Regions from separate parts of the Oryzias latipes genome. Here region 2 is linked to region 1. The links are chromatin contacts, called in public Hi-C maps. All regions are on one chromosome and are shown on one strand. The core of a region is the stretch at or near the end of the contact, and the rest is flanking DNA. Distances in the headings are between cores, read along the strand shown.

The links. Hi-C and Micro-C count contacts between places; a contact is called where the count stands out from the background.
Region 2: a contact with region 1 is called in a Hi-C map of embryo, with 3 times the contacts expected there. The contact joins the promoter of gphn here to the promoter of tmem121 in region 1. A contact is called at or near these places in 2 of 5 Hi-C or Micro-C datasets (both in embryo).

Annotation. Positions count from the first base shown.
Region 1 is chr24:5,452,696-5,459,956 of ASM223467v1, forward strand. It overlaps tmem121 (transmembrane protein 121), which reads right to left and starts at 2,487. Exons shown (of 2, transcript XM_004083426.4): 1 at 1,902-2,487.
Region 2 is chr24:5,755,780-5,763,040 of ASM223467v1, forward strand. It overlaps gphn (gephyrin), which reads left to right and starts at 2,551. Exons shown (of 25, transcript XM_023953011.1): 1 at 2,551-2,773. The coding sequence starts at 2,710.

The DNA.
Region 1 (7,261 bases), core at 1,237-3,736:
AGCATGGAAAGTGCACACTCATGAAAAGCTACTGGATCTGCAATCTGTGTAATGCAAAACTCTGAAGCCCAGCAGTCTGCTTGGTCCAGGATACCAACACAGGCTTACAAGCACTTCCCCTAAGGCCAAATACCGTGCCTTATTTGTTAGTGAATTGCAGTTCCAGTTTCAGTTTCAGACAGAACACCAGCAAACCCCCTGGGTGGCAAACAACCGTTAAACTGTTATGCCTACAAAGACGCCTGAAGATACAACAAATACTCCAAGTCAAGCATCCTGTATCCTACCCATCCAACCCTGACATCTCCATTTCTATCAATGGAATGACAGTTAAAGAAAGGTATCAAAAGCTGATGGAGGGCCTGGCCTTTGTCAGGCCACCATTCATATTCAAATCCACGTCCTGTTTATTGGATGATAAATTGAGCATGAAAGATTAATTTGCATTTAGTTCATCATCCCAGTGATATAGAGCGGCAGTTTCTATACAGTAGCGCCCAGAGCTTAATAGCCCAGAGGCAGAACTGGCATATCAATATGCGCTTTCTTTGGTTCAAGGACAAGGGATTAGAGCCCTGTAGCAAAATCTCTACTATGATTCACAGTTCTTGCTCCCACTTAATTCTTGTCACTCAGAGTCTAAGCCAACATATCAGACACACTTAATGCAAGGCCAAGAGCTTTCAAATATTAAACATAATCAAAATCCTAATGAACTTCAGTAAAATCAGTCTGGATTCACACGTGTTTAGATCTGTGTTGAATTATTTTTGAAGCTGCTCAACAGCATAAAATAAAGATATATCCCAGAGGGACACTTCTTATTCAGAACAAGCCCAACTGAGGCATTTTTTGACCTTTGGATTGGGGGAATTAATTCTTCAGAAACATTTTGAGTGTGACAGCTGAGCAAAGAGAAGGCAAGGGGACCAGGCTTGGGGTTGGACACTTATTCTGAGCAACAGCTAGAGATAACAGAATATAAACAAATGTGTCTGTTCTTCACATTCCATACATAGACTAAATATTACATTGCATAATGATCATATATATTACTAAAACAATCGTTTTCTTTGTTAATTTATGGATTTTATGTTAGGATTTTGGATATTTGAAGGAGAAAACGTATGTTATAGAACATTTCTAAAGACAGAAGAGTAAGTCATTTTTTTTGTGGACAAAAATCCTTAAATAGAAGTCATGTCAGGCAGAAGGCTGCTCCACAGGGCTTGCAACTGTTATTCCTTCATATTAACCTTTAGATTAACTTGGTTTAAAAGGTGACAGGAGCAGGAAAAACCCATAAGGAGGTGAACCTGACTGCTAACACCTTATAAATTAATAGCCAAAATTAAATGAGCAGTCTAAAAGGGAGGAGCGCTGCTCATTACCAAAGAGTCACTCTGAAATATGATGAGGTGACGTGAGGATTACAGACGACCATGTGCCGTGATTGTGTGTCGCCGCGTGCACACGAGGGTGCGCGCGGCAGTGGTGGGGGTGGTGTGGTTGGGCTGATTTCTCGCGCACACTAAAGGCACGAGCTGCTGGTTGCGTCTAATTTTTTTTTGTGCTTTAAATTAAACTTAAGTTTTTTAGAAAAAAAATACAAAATAAATAAGTCAAGGTTTATCGACCTACTTTTCGATTTTCAGCCTTCCACATATTCCAGAATGATCTGGCATGACTGGTAAAAGCAGTAAACTGACAGCTTGACAAATATAACTCAGTGGAAAAGATCAAACTATGCACAGATGTTCAAATGGTTGGATTCTGCGTAAAGTGGCGCTAAGATAAGTCCCAGTGCATTCCTCATATAGGGCAGAGTGATTTTGTTTCACACGATCCTTTTTTTTCCCAACACATAAGGGCGGAAAAGCTGCTAAACTCTACCATCTTACCTCGTTAAGTCTCTGTCCAGGGTTCCGAAAGGATCAGTCGCTGTCCAGGGTGCTGAATTTCATTGCGGTTCCGTGAAAACGATCGGGAGGAGGAGGAGGGGTAGAGGGGGTGCAGGTTTTGTAAATCCGCTGCTATGAAAAAGAACCGGTCCAAACAACTGCCGCTACTGCCGGTTAAGTTCAGAAGAATCCCGGATCTCCAGGCGCCTGGCCGACAGCGCGCGGACGGAGGGGGACGCGGAGCCGTCGTAGCTCCGAAAGCGCGCAAGACGGTCAAAGTCAGAGTCCTAAATGTTGGAAAAGCCAAGCCTGTTGGGTAAACGGAACCGCTTTGGCAAGTGTAATTGCCGAAGCTTCTTGGCTTCTTCCTCCGGATGGGCTTAACCCCCCCCCCCCTCTGTCTCTCCACCACTCTCTCCCTCCATCAATCATTCTTCCAAATATGTTAGAATGAAATGGAAAACAGGTCGCCTTGCATTCTGCAACAGACTAAAACAAATTACTGCAAATTATTAGACAAGAACAATGTCAAGTCAGCATTTCAGTCATACATAAATGGTCAGCTGGACTTATTCCAATGCATTTTCCGTTTAAACAAATGATGTAAACCGAAATTTACTGTATTTTTTCTCATTCTGAAGAAAAGACCATCTGTTTGCTGCTGCTCCTGTCACCTTTAGTGTTTGCATTTGGGCTTTTACTGCTGCGTTGGAGTTTTCCCGCAGAATATTCCTCTTACATATCATGACAGTCTGGAGATGGGATTCAACTAAATGAATCAGATAATTAATTTGGCAGAATGCCATTCATGTATCACAACAGGACCAGGCTGGCAGCATTTAGAAAACGTGTGATGAAAAGGATTAATACCCATTCTCAAAATAAGAATACAGAGACACAAACTGACTCAAAATGAGTTTGATTATTTGACAGCCTTTTAACTAATGCATCTAAAAATTAGTGCATTGTGAAATATATCTGCAGAAAATAAATTTAGCAGTCCTTTCAAAGAAGTCAAAGGTTTGGATTGCAGATAAAGCAGGGATCTTTAAGGTTTCCTTCAGTCATCCAAAGAGACGCTTTCGACTGTTTCTGCAGGTTCAAGCATTCAAGCTTGTCTGTTTTAATGTCAGCACTGCGGCGGGCTGATGACCTCTCAAGGATGTATAGCACTTGCAATCACTTGGCAGCTGCTGAATGCTCCAGGCATGCAAACTTTCTTGGGTAAAGATTGCCCCTGCTGTGGGTTTCCCTTGACTCAGGTGTTGCCGTGGCCGTGCATTATATTCCCTGCCAGAAGGGGGAGACGATCACTTACTAGGGCATTTTCCTTTTTAAATATTTAAACTAAAAGCTAATTTTTTTTTACAATTTTTGATTTTTGTCTGCCTGACAAACATCAATAAATATTTATGTTTGTCAGGAAGACAAAAATTCAGATCATCGTGAGGCCAAAGAAGGAAAGCATGTCATATTTCCTCCACTGTTTCCTGGCAGATTGGTGAAGTTCAGAAATAGGAGCATAAGCCACAAGGTCAGCCTCTTCACCTCGATGCCAAAACAGCCGGGAGGACAAACACAAATCAGCAACAAATCTGGATCTCAGAAGAAAAAAAACTTTTTGACGCTCAGACAGAAATGTTCATTTTTTTTTTTTAGTTAAATTGATTTGATGCACTTTATGTTTTTGTAGCTAATCAAATGTGGGTCTTTAAATGTACTTTTTTTTTACTTGCTCTTCTCCATCACACCAAGTTATTTTATTACCACACATAAAAAATCACATAATTAAACTAAACTAATCAAAATAGTACTATTTTAGCTTCATTTCAAAATCTTTATTTCGGAACGGTCCTTTTATTTTACTTTTTTTACTTTTCTTTGATGACGAAGTCAGTTTTTTTTTAAGCTTGCTCTTATGGTATTTTTCTGATGATGGAGGACACTTAGTAGGAACATTAGGCTTAAAATTCAATTTCTGAGTATTTCTATGTACAAATCGTTGTGAATCAGAAGCAGATAAGAAAATGCTGCTTAAAGAAATAGCAAATTTGTGACATAAAAAGTAAGATGGGTGGGCCGCAAGTTTCCTGCTCTCAGCTCTTAGTGATGGGAAGAGGGACGGGCTTGCTCCACACCAATGATCCCACCCAGAACTCAAAGGCACATTTATAATAATAATAATTATTATTAGTATCATAAACTCTGCTTGTATATCTACTTTGAAGATAAAAATCAAGTGGGAATGAACTATTGCAGAAACTATGTAAACAAATTAAATTTTAGCTAAAAATGGCATCATAATAAAAAGGGAACACCTTCAAATATATCAAACGATGATCGGGGTGGGTCTTTGACTATAATTCTTCAAATGATCTTTTCCCAACCTTTCTATTGTTTTCACATTTGAGTCAAGAATCACTAAAAAGAAATATATATATATATATATATATATATATATATATATATATATATATATATATATATATAGAGCAAAAACAGAGCAAAAGCAGGTTCATTTGAGAGCAAGTATTTGACTATGTAAATGTGTCCACATCTTTGCCAAATACTGTGTCATTTTCTGTCTGTTTTCCTCATCGTTTGTTTCTGCTCTGATGCTTCCCATTGGATCTGTGTTTGTTTGGCTCCTGGAAACTGTTCCTGCAGAGCCTTCTGTCCCTTTGTTGAGTTTCATTAAAGCCACAAGGATTTATCTTCTAAATGTTTAATCCCTTTAAAAGTTTCTCTTTCCAATTTACCGTTAACTGAAGACATTGGAAGACCAACCAACCGAATCAGAAGTCAGAAAAATTCAATGCTAAATGCCAGAGAAAAGGAAAACGTGTAAAGGCTTTATGTGAGTGCAACATGGAGTATTATGCAATGCGATAAGGTCACAAGCTAAATTGGGGGTATGTTGGTTATATTAGATATATGTTGTAGTGCAAAATAGAAAAAATGATTAAAATTTAAAAGGATAAGGTCACTAACTAAACACTCAATGGAGGTAAAGGTGAGAAATGCGGCATGTTGTAAAACACACAGACATGCTCATTTTGTGATTCTTGATGTTCATGTCAAAGGTTACATTTTTTTTTCTTTTTTGGATTGAAAAAAACTGTCTGGTCTCATTAGCTTTCAAAATCTCAACCATGTGAGTAACTGGGTGCAGCCACTTCAAATCAAGGAGGCACAGAAAGGCCCTCGACTGCTGCTCGTCATTTCCAAGGTATTTGCAACGGCCACATACCAGGATCACACTAAAAGTCATTTTCAGTGATTAGCCAATCAAGAGCGATTAGAGTCGGGCATGGAGGGAGATGAGAGGTGACTGACTGAGTGAGCTTTGATGGAGAAGATGAGAAAGTTGTTTCTCAATGTTTTCTTTTTTTTTAATTCTAAAGTGAATTCAGAATGAGAGGGATTGAGAGAACGTCTCCTCCCCTGCTGTTAGATCTGCGGCTCTGTGTTTGGCATTATGTAACAATCTCTCTCATGTTTTTGGGGTGTGTGGAATCATACTTTCTCAGAGCAGAGGAGGGAAAGCTGACTGTTTTGCTTTCATCACGCAGGGGTGTGGCACTAGAGCTCAACGAAGCGATCTGAGGAACTTCAGCAGGTTTTGGAGTTCCCCAGAGAAGAACATCTGCACACAAGTCGATAGTAGCAGATGGTTTATTTTAAGACTTCCAAAAATTGTTTTTGCTGCAATATTTATCCTAAAAACATATTCTTTTTTTTTAATGTCTAGAGATTTAGGTTTAAATTTTGGTTTCCTAAATTTTAAAATACTTATTGCACATATTTCTAATATATCTTTCTATCTCAAATAAGGAATATGAGGGTAAGAAGGTGTTATATAAGTAATTGCCATTTAAATTAAATCTTTTTTTCCAAAATTATTTGTATTTAATGATTGAAAACGTGTAATTTGTTAAAATTTTATGTATTGATTCTGCAGTTTTTCAACAAATTTGTAAAAAAAAAAAAATTTTGGACATAAAAAATATTGTGCCTTAAACAGATTTTAAAATTACTTTCTGGAAATGATTCTAAAAAAAAAAAAAAAAAAAAAAGGTCAGAAGAACCCAATGTGCCAAAACAAATGATTAGAAAACAGGCTGGTATCTGCTGTGAATTTAAAAACAACTGTGATATTTTGAATAATAAATGTTGACAGCAATGGTTTTCCATCCCTACACTTATCAGTGCTTGTTGGCCAGTGATTAGCCACTCAGTGGGAACTTCACAAAGGAACCATAGTTGATAATTATTTTAATTAATGCAACTGAAAGGAGCAGAAGACAACAGATAACCTCTAAACTAAAGAGCGGTGGAAGAAGTCCTAATTAAAATCCTTCAGAGCAGTCAAAAGTTGCTCATTAACCTAAACCTGCTATTTTGGTACCAGAGTTAAAGTTTAATGAGAAAATTGCATAATTATGATGTGAATAATCTATATCTTTTTCCATTTTTTTTTTGTGTCAAAGCTGAAGCTTTGAGAACTTTTCACAAAGATAAACTGTCATTTTTGTTGGACAATTAACTGAAAAATTGACTTTAAAATATCTGCAAATCTGTTTCAAGTTAACCGCAAAAGGTAAATAAATCTTGCCACAAGTTTCATTTGCATGTACACATCGTCAAAGAGGAAAAAAACAGCTTTTGCCTACAGCACAAGAAGGAAAAACAGCTGTCCTTTACATTATTGAAGCAGAATTGTGGTTTGAGCGTGACACGAAATGCATTGCAATGCTGAGTTAACTCGCAATGCTGTTTTCCTTTTCCTTACCAATCAAATGAGTTCTGTAATAAAAGAGAGCTCCTCTGTAGGTGATTTCTCATCTCCACAGCAGCCTGCGTGTGGATTTTTTAGTAATGGTTTGTCCATTAAAGCATCATGCTTTGCTTTGATGCTGTAATGAATCCTCATCTGGATTCACGGTGTGTCTCGCGTGGCAGTGTGCGCTTACTTGGGCGGATGCACAGAGATGACTTAAGTTTTCATTACAGCCCTGGTTAATGCAGGTCAGTGGTGCGGGAGGTTTTTGCCCGTGACTCACCTTTTCACGCCTCATTTTCCTCTGGATCCAGTTACAGATGCAAATTCATCAGAAAGCTGCTTAGAAAAAGCAGCAGAAATTGAGGAAACATTTCTTTAAAATATAATTTAAGCTGAAAATCTCTTTTTAATGAAAAATACTAGCTAAATTTGTTTAAATTTTGCAACAATGAATATATGTTTAGACTGGAAAAATAAATCAGAAAATGTGTGTCAGTTGTTCTAATGTTAGTCTTTCCTGAATCTTACTTTAATTTTGGGTCGTTAGATGAAATATTCCTACTCTTCAAAGTGCAAT
Region 2 (7,261 bases), core at 1,301-3,800, 300 kb after region 1:
TGTTAAGTTTTTTTGTTTAGTTCCCCCATCTTCAGCTAAATTTGGTCAGGTATTCTGGGGACAGCATTAAGAGATATTGTCAAATATTCCCTAAGGTATGTTTTCCTTTCTTGTTAAACCTCCCCCCATCTGTTTTTTTTTTCTTTTTAATTAAAGAACAGACTGCCATTGTGACCACTGTAGGGCATGTTTCCAAGACCATATACAACAGGAGTAACGGTCTGCGACGAAAAATTACTGTCCCCTTTGTAAACGACAGAAATCCCTCGACTCCCTCCAAGAAAGAGACACGATGGCAGCTTATCAAATAGCTCATTTGATATTCAGGATGCTGTTTGACCTATATAAAATCAGCTACAACAACAGAGTGATGTTTAACTTTGTGGAACTCAAATAAATTGCATGTGTGTGCTTTATCGTTCATTAAACAACTTTAAGGACAGTGTTGGGGTCGTTGGTCAGAGTAAGTGAGCTTTTATGGCTCTTTGGCAACAGGCTTTGTCCTGCATTCTTCATAGAATTTGAGGAATCTTTCCCTTTTTCTTATTTTTTATTTTAGCCACTTGGCAAGCGTTTAGTGTAAGCCATAAAGCGGAAATTGTAACAGAGCTTTAAAAAAAACATCTGTTTGAAAAGTTGTACCATTTTCCGTCTGTGCCACATGTCCCAGCAGCTTAGAACTGCCACTTAAGCCACTCTAATGTTGCATAACCCAAACAGCCAAACTGCTGTCCTCTGACAGCTTCTTTTGTTTGCATCTGGAGAGTGAGGGGACTTCCCAGAGCTCAAGGAAGGAGTTGCATTTACTTACAGCTACCTCTGTTTGTGGAGGCTCTTATTATTGTGATGGATAGTGGGGGTTGGGGCAGTGATGGGAATTGCCTCCTCATCACCTATCCATGGGCAACTAGCAGCAGCAGTGACTGTGAGCCAATTATACTAACACACTTGTGCAAGAGTTTACCTATTCTCACCTTACATAAGCATGGCTCCCTGAACACCAGATGGGGTCCCTGATGTCTGCAGCCTGACGGCCCCCATTCTGCTCCTTTCCTCATCTCTCTGCTGCCATACTGTTTGCTCTATTCTTGCTTACAGGGGAATTCCAGCTTCCCAGGAAAGTTTTCCCAGCTTTGGATCAAAATAGGTGTGTGTGAGAGCAAAGCAGGGAGGAAGGAACCGAGAGCCTGATTGTGATTTTTGATGAATACAGCTCCCATGTAAATGCAACTCCCGACTTTAAGTATTCTCTGGAGCATTTGCCCATTCCATAGGTTGTTTTCAATGATGTAGGAATTACACTATATTCAAAACGTAATGTGAAGGTTTCAAAAAAGAAAATAACTTTGTAACTTTTGGTTTAATGCCACACATTAACGCTACAATGGCACATGAATTGTGGAAATAATTGTCATGAATTATGGATTTTATTGTTTTTAAATTGAGTCTGTAAACTCAAAAAATATGCCCCCATTTACTCCACTGATACTATGTGTGCATTAATGATGCATGAAAAAGAGATTATTGTTAGAATAATGAAGAAATTGTGCATCATGAAAGCATATGTATCCGGATCACTTCTGCGTTGTGTTTTAGGGAGTCAAAAGATGTCAGTACACAGCCGCACCATTGGAGACCACCTTCGTTTATTGCAGATCTGACAATTATCCAAAAAGAAAATAGAAACCGTGTTGGCATTCCTTATTAGCTCCTACATGACGGTGAGAGGTAGAGGGAGCTCAGGAAATTCTTATACTGAAATAAACAGTCAACATCTATAAAGGCTTTTGTATTTTCATAACAAATTTCAAACAATTACAGAGAATATTGGACATAACTAACATAAAATGAGGATTCATATCGCTAACATTACAGGACACCCACCTCTCCCGCTGGTCAACAAAACAGAAAGGGGAAAGGGAAAACAAGCGCCAAACCAGCGAAGGAGGAGGGGCTATCAACCCAACACTGAATACAGGGGGGAAAGAAACTTAGGGACAGCCAATATTTGGTGAAACTAAAACAGACAGATTTCATCCTGTTACACATATGCACCCTAACAGCTTGATGTCTTGTTGCATTTTGCAGGTGATGGTTTTCTTTAAAGCCCAGTATGGAAATGCCAACACTCCTGAGTGTTGTTCTTGTTCCTTAGGGTTTTCTTTCACCTGATGAATCAGGTGGCATCTTTAGGTAGAGGACTGATGGAGGATTTGGGGTGAATCTGAAAAACAAGCGGGTGTGTTTTAAATGACTGGAAAGGGGGTGTTTATCTCAGCTGGGTGTTGTTGTTGTTTTTTTCCTTTTCTTCCTCGGCGTTTCTAAAAATGGCTCCAGATGCATGAAGAAGAGGTGTGCAGACCTGCTGGATGCAGTGTCCGTCTGTTTCAAAAGCTTAGAAGGAAATGCTCTTTCATAACAATTAATCAAGGCTCCACACTACTACTATGGCAGGCGGCCAGCGGGAGTGTGTGCGCGTTTTTCCCCTTTAACAAGCCACACATCCTGCCTGCTTCTTCTCCGTAGAGGACCCGATGATCACTCGGCTTTCTACTTGCCTCGTCTGGCTGAATCTTGCCGTATCCCATCCCTCCTCCTTCTGTTTCTCCTCCTCTTCCTCACCCTCCCCTCCCTCTCTCCTCCAAGTTCGATGCGATCGGCTCTGGGCCCTGCCGTGAGTTCTCGGTGCGGGCGACAGCGCTGCTGAACATGGCGTCAGACGGGATGATTTTAACGAACCACGACCACCAAATCAGGGTTGGAGTCCTGACAGGTAAACGCGGATGGATTCTTTCATGCTTTAGTTTTGTATCACTCGAATGATCCGCGCCGGCTCTCAGTCCGGATGTTCGTGACGGCGGCTTGATTTTTTTTTTTTTAATCTTTTTTTTTCTTTCTATTTTCTGGTGTCTCTCGGTCTCCCCGCTTTTCCTGCAGCATCCGCCGCGGTTTGTTTCCTCACCGGCGTGCGCTCATTTCCATGACAGCGGCCGCGTATCATATGCGGTTGGAGCCGACTGCGCGCGCTCTGGGCTGGTTTGTGTCAGTCAGCTGCACGTTTTCCACCTTAAAAGCTCCAGTTTATGGGTTTTGCATAATTCATGACGGGCTTGTCAGGGCTGAAAATTACAGCTGCTGAAAATGCCCCGGCCATAGATTGCGTTATTGACACCCAAGCTGACCACAGCGGTTTTTGAAGTGTTGCTCATGACAGTTGCTGAATCTGTGGATGTGGTGATGATGCGCGCATCGTTGGCCTCTTAAAAAGCAGCGGTGCTGTCGGTGGAAACGCTTGCATGTTGTGCGTTTTGTGGGAAGTTGGCATGTATGGAGAGATGCTGCGTGGCTCCTGACGCCTCCCTTTGATGCCATCTCTCCTGTCAAACGTTTGGATTACCCAGATTGGAGCTGCGGATGATGTTGAAGCTGATTACCCCCCCTCCCCTTTCTCCTTTTTACCTTCCAGTTTGTCTGTGTAGGTGTCTGAGGGACTTTGTGTGTTTAGCTTATTGCTTTGTCACGGTTGGGATCATGCAGGTGAATCCAGTGATCAGAACGTAAATGAAACATTTGGGGGGGGGGGGGGTTGCATTGAAGGATGGTGGTGATGGTGGGGTGAATGCATGATATATGCTGTCCAATGACACCCCCCCCCCTCACCCCGCGAGCGCGCGCACCCCTCATCTCCCTTTAAACCCATCTCCTCTCCTCTCTGTCCATCCTGTGTGAGGCTGCGGTCGATCAATATTTCATGCAAGCGGTGATCTCGGACGCGCAATTTTACCTCCTCCGTATGGAAATCCAGCGTGTAGGAGGTGGTAGGCTGTGGTGTAGCAATGGAGGAATGACCGCCCGGACCCCCCCCTCTGAAATCTGCCAGGGAAACCCCCAGCAGCAGCAAATGGAGGGATAGCGCTGTCCGCGGTGCTGAAATCCACTCTCAGAGATGCGGTACTGACCTTACCGCTGCATCAGACAAATGAGGAAGAAGAAAGCCATTTTAACTTATCGTGTTGATCTACACCGTCAGTCCGTCATGGACATATACAAATATGGCAACATAAAAGCAAATATATGCATCCAAATGGGAGTTTTGCCTGTTCAGTTTGAGATAAAGTCGTTGACTTGCTGTGATTAAAATTACTTAAAGGTACAAAGCTCCATTTTCCAATTTTGCTTGAAATATACATTTGTAGCAACCTATTTCTGAAGGGACTGACCCTACTTACTTCTATGCAATGATCACTTCTGCGTTCTTTTTAAATTTTGACACAAAACACCCATAAGTATTACCACAGTTATAGATTTTCTTTTATATATGCATTTTTTTTATTTTTTTTATTTTTAATGTATGTATGTATATATATATATATATATATATATATATATATATATATATATATATATATATATATATATATATATGTATATATATATATATATATATGTATATATATATATATATATATGTATATAAAGTATTTCATCTCAATGAACCATCTCAACACATCAAATAAACCTGGAACTCCAAAACATCATAACACACAGCCTAAATTTTATCAAGGCTCCCATCTGCCATCTGGGTACCAATGTGCTTTACAGTAAAATGAGATAAAAATAATATTTAAAATTGAACAAGTTAAGAAGAATTCTTTAAAAAAACAAATCACTTTTCTTTTCCTTTTGGTTTTTCCCTTCAGGGGTCACCACAACAAATCAGCTACTCTGATTCACGTTTTTGGTTTCGCAAAGAGTCTATGTTAGATGCCCTTCCTCACACAACCCTCTGTATTTACCTGATTGGGATTGGCACAATGAGACCCTGGCTTGGACCCCCTCATGGCTAAGCCTTTAAAAAGAACACAACACAACACAAAATCGCAAAAAGCAATCAAATACATACCTTCATATCTACAAGGTATGAATAAAAAAATTAAAAAAGTAAAATTAAATAGGGGGAGTAGGGTTGGGATTATATAAATTTGCTTCTTCCCACTCATTCCCATTCAAGCAATAAATCAAGCTTTACTTGACTTAAGTTAATGATCACTATATTTAATTAATCAAATGTGAGTTGAGTGTGTCTTTGTTTTTGTTTGTCATATCTATGCATGTCATTAGTTCTGTAATAAGTTTTATGAATCTGTGTGACTTTTTTATAGTATTGACTACAATTAATGCTTGAAATAAACAAATCAAATCAAAATAAGATGACACCAGCTTCTTGGAATTAAAAGCGATTATAAAACAGGAAGTATTTAGTTGATGTTTAAAACTGTTTTGCTATTATGTCATGCAGGGATTTGTTCCATAATTAAGGGCCAGACAGAAAAGCACATCACCAACGTGCTTCTGACGTGACCTGGGCAAATGAAGCAGATTGGACGACTTTAAAACTCTAGAACGGCTGCATGTTTGTTCCTTTTTTATTTTGATTTTTGTCTTCATACAATCTCACTCATAGAGTTACTTGCTGATGCTGGATTCTGGGGGGGGGGGGGGGAGTAAACCAAATTCACTAATTCTGATTGTTTGGTAGAAACATCAGCCATTTTTGAGCAACATTGGAGTTTTCAGTGTTAGCTATTAACTAGTAAAATATTCTCAAGTAAGCAGAGTTTGGACTATGGGCTGGCCTTTGAGAGGTAAAACCCTACTTTTTCCAGCTATTCCTGCCTTACCAGTTACTGATTTTCTGCGTCATGTGTTTGGATATTCAGAATATAAAATCTCCAGATCAAAGTGAGTAGGGTGAGAATGGATACAGAGTTGTGGCCCTTGAAGACCAGAAGTGGGCAGCTCTGATTTAGATGTTCCACCTCCACAACATAGCACTTGCTGACTGTTTTGAAGTCAAAGAAGGCTGACTGACATGTTGGATAAACCTATTTTAAATCTAAATAACCGAATGGCTCACTGAGGTATTTTCAGACAAGGGCAATCCCAAACAAAGCGACAGACATGGGTGATGTCTGTGTTCAGACACCTTAAAAATTTCTATTCAAGCACAGAAAAAAAACAATTTCTAGCATGCTAATTTAAATTTTTTTTTTCGAGAAGTGTTTCGAGTCGATCCATTCTTGAGGTCGAAACAGATCCATCCTTTTTTAGCTTTAACTTGCATTAGAGTGGATCTAGTTTTCCATGTTACATCAGTCACTTGATTCCCCAACTGTATCCCCAGCTTTGTGACAGATTGCCAGTTTGCTCTCACTGTGCGGTGTTGACAATACATATGCCGATGTTGAGACGCACAACTGACAGGCTTATTTGTCTTTCTGAAACATTCGTGTGTGTTTATGGAAAGCTCGTACTCTCAAAGATCTGAAGAAATGAGAAGTAAACTCTGGGGGGACAAATAGAGTTCATGAGGACATTAAAGTTCTTCATCATATTTGTTACTTGTTTGTTTAGAAAGGTATGATCAGTCATTGCTATGACTGCTTATTTATCAAAAATGGTGGTAACACTTTACAATAAATTCCTCTTTATTAACATTAGTTAATGCATAGTTAAGCACTATTTAACTATAAAATAATGTGTTAACAAACACCATTACACATTATTTTACATTACTAAGTGTATTATGTAATTAATTAGTTAGCAGTTAACTAATGTTCAAAATTTAACCTTACTTAATGCATAACAAAGCACTGATACAAGTTTCCCTATGCAATTGTACTTAAATTATGGATTAAAAAACCCTAATAAAGGGCACCTTAGTATAATGTGTTACTCTAATATTAAACATGATTGAATCGGATTGTGAAAGCAAGCATGTTTGTAAGGGAGAGGACAGAATGCTGATGAAGTATCGAGTACTGCTCAATCTCCTTTGTTGTCAGGGTCAGAGGTCAGCTGGCTGCTCCTGAATACAGTCACTAGGGAGCAGATGAGACTTCTGGCTCACATTACTCCATCGTTTAGAACTGCTTCCTTTCAGACAGGTGACAGAACCAAGGGGAGGATTTCTATTTAGACCTCAGACACGGGAAGGGTACTGACGTGGCCAGGTATGTGTGTATGTGTGTTAAATAATGTGTTTTAAGGAGGTTTTTTAGGGGAGGTAGGGTGCACTTCTGAGGAGAGGATGATAACTAGAGCTCCACGGACCTCATCCTGTTAACATGATGTGCTGTGATGTTATTGTTTATTCATGAAAAACATGGTCCCCTTTATCATCCGTTACCTGCATGGAGGGGCGTTCCCTGGACGCAAACGCTTACAATTCATTGGGTTACGTGCCAGCAAACACCAATTT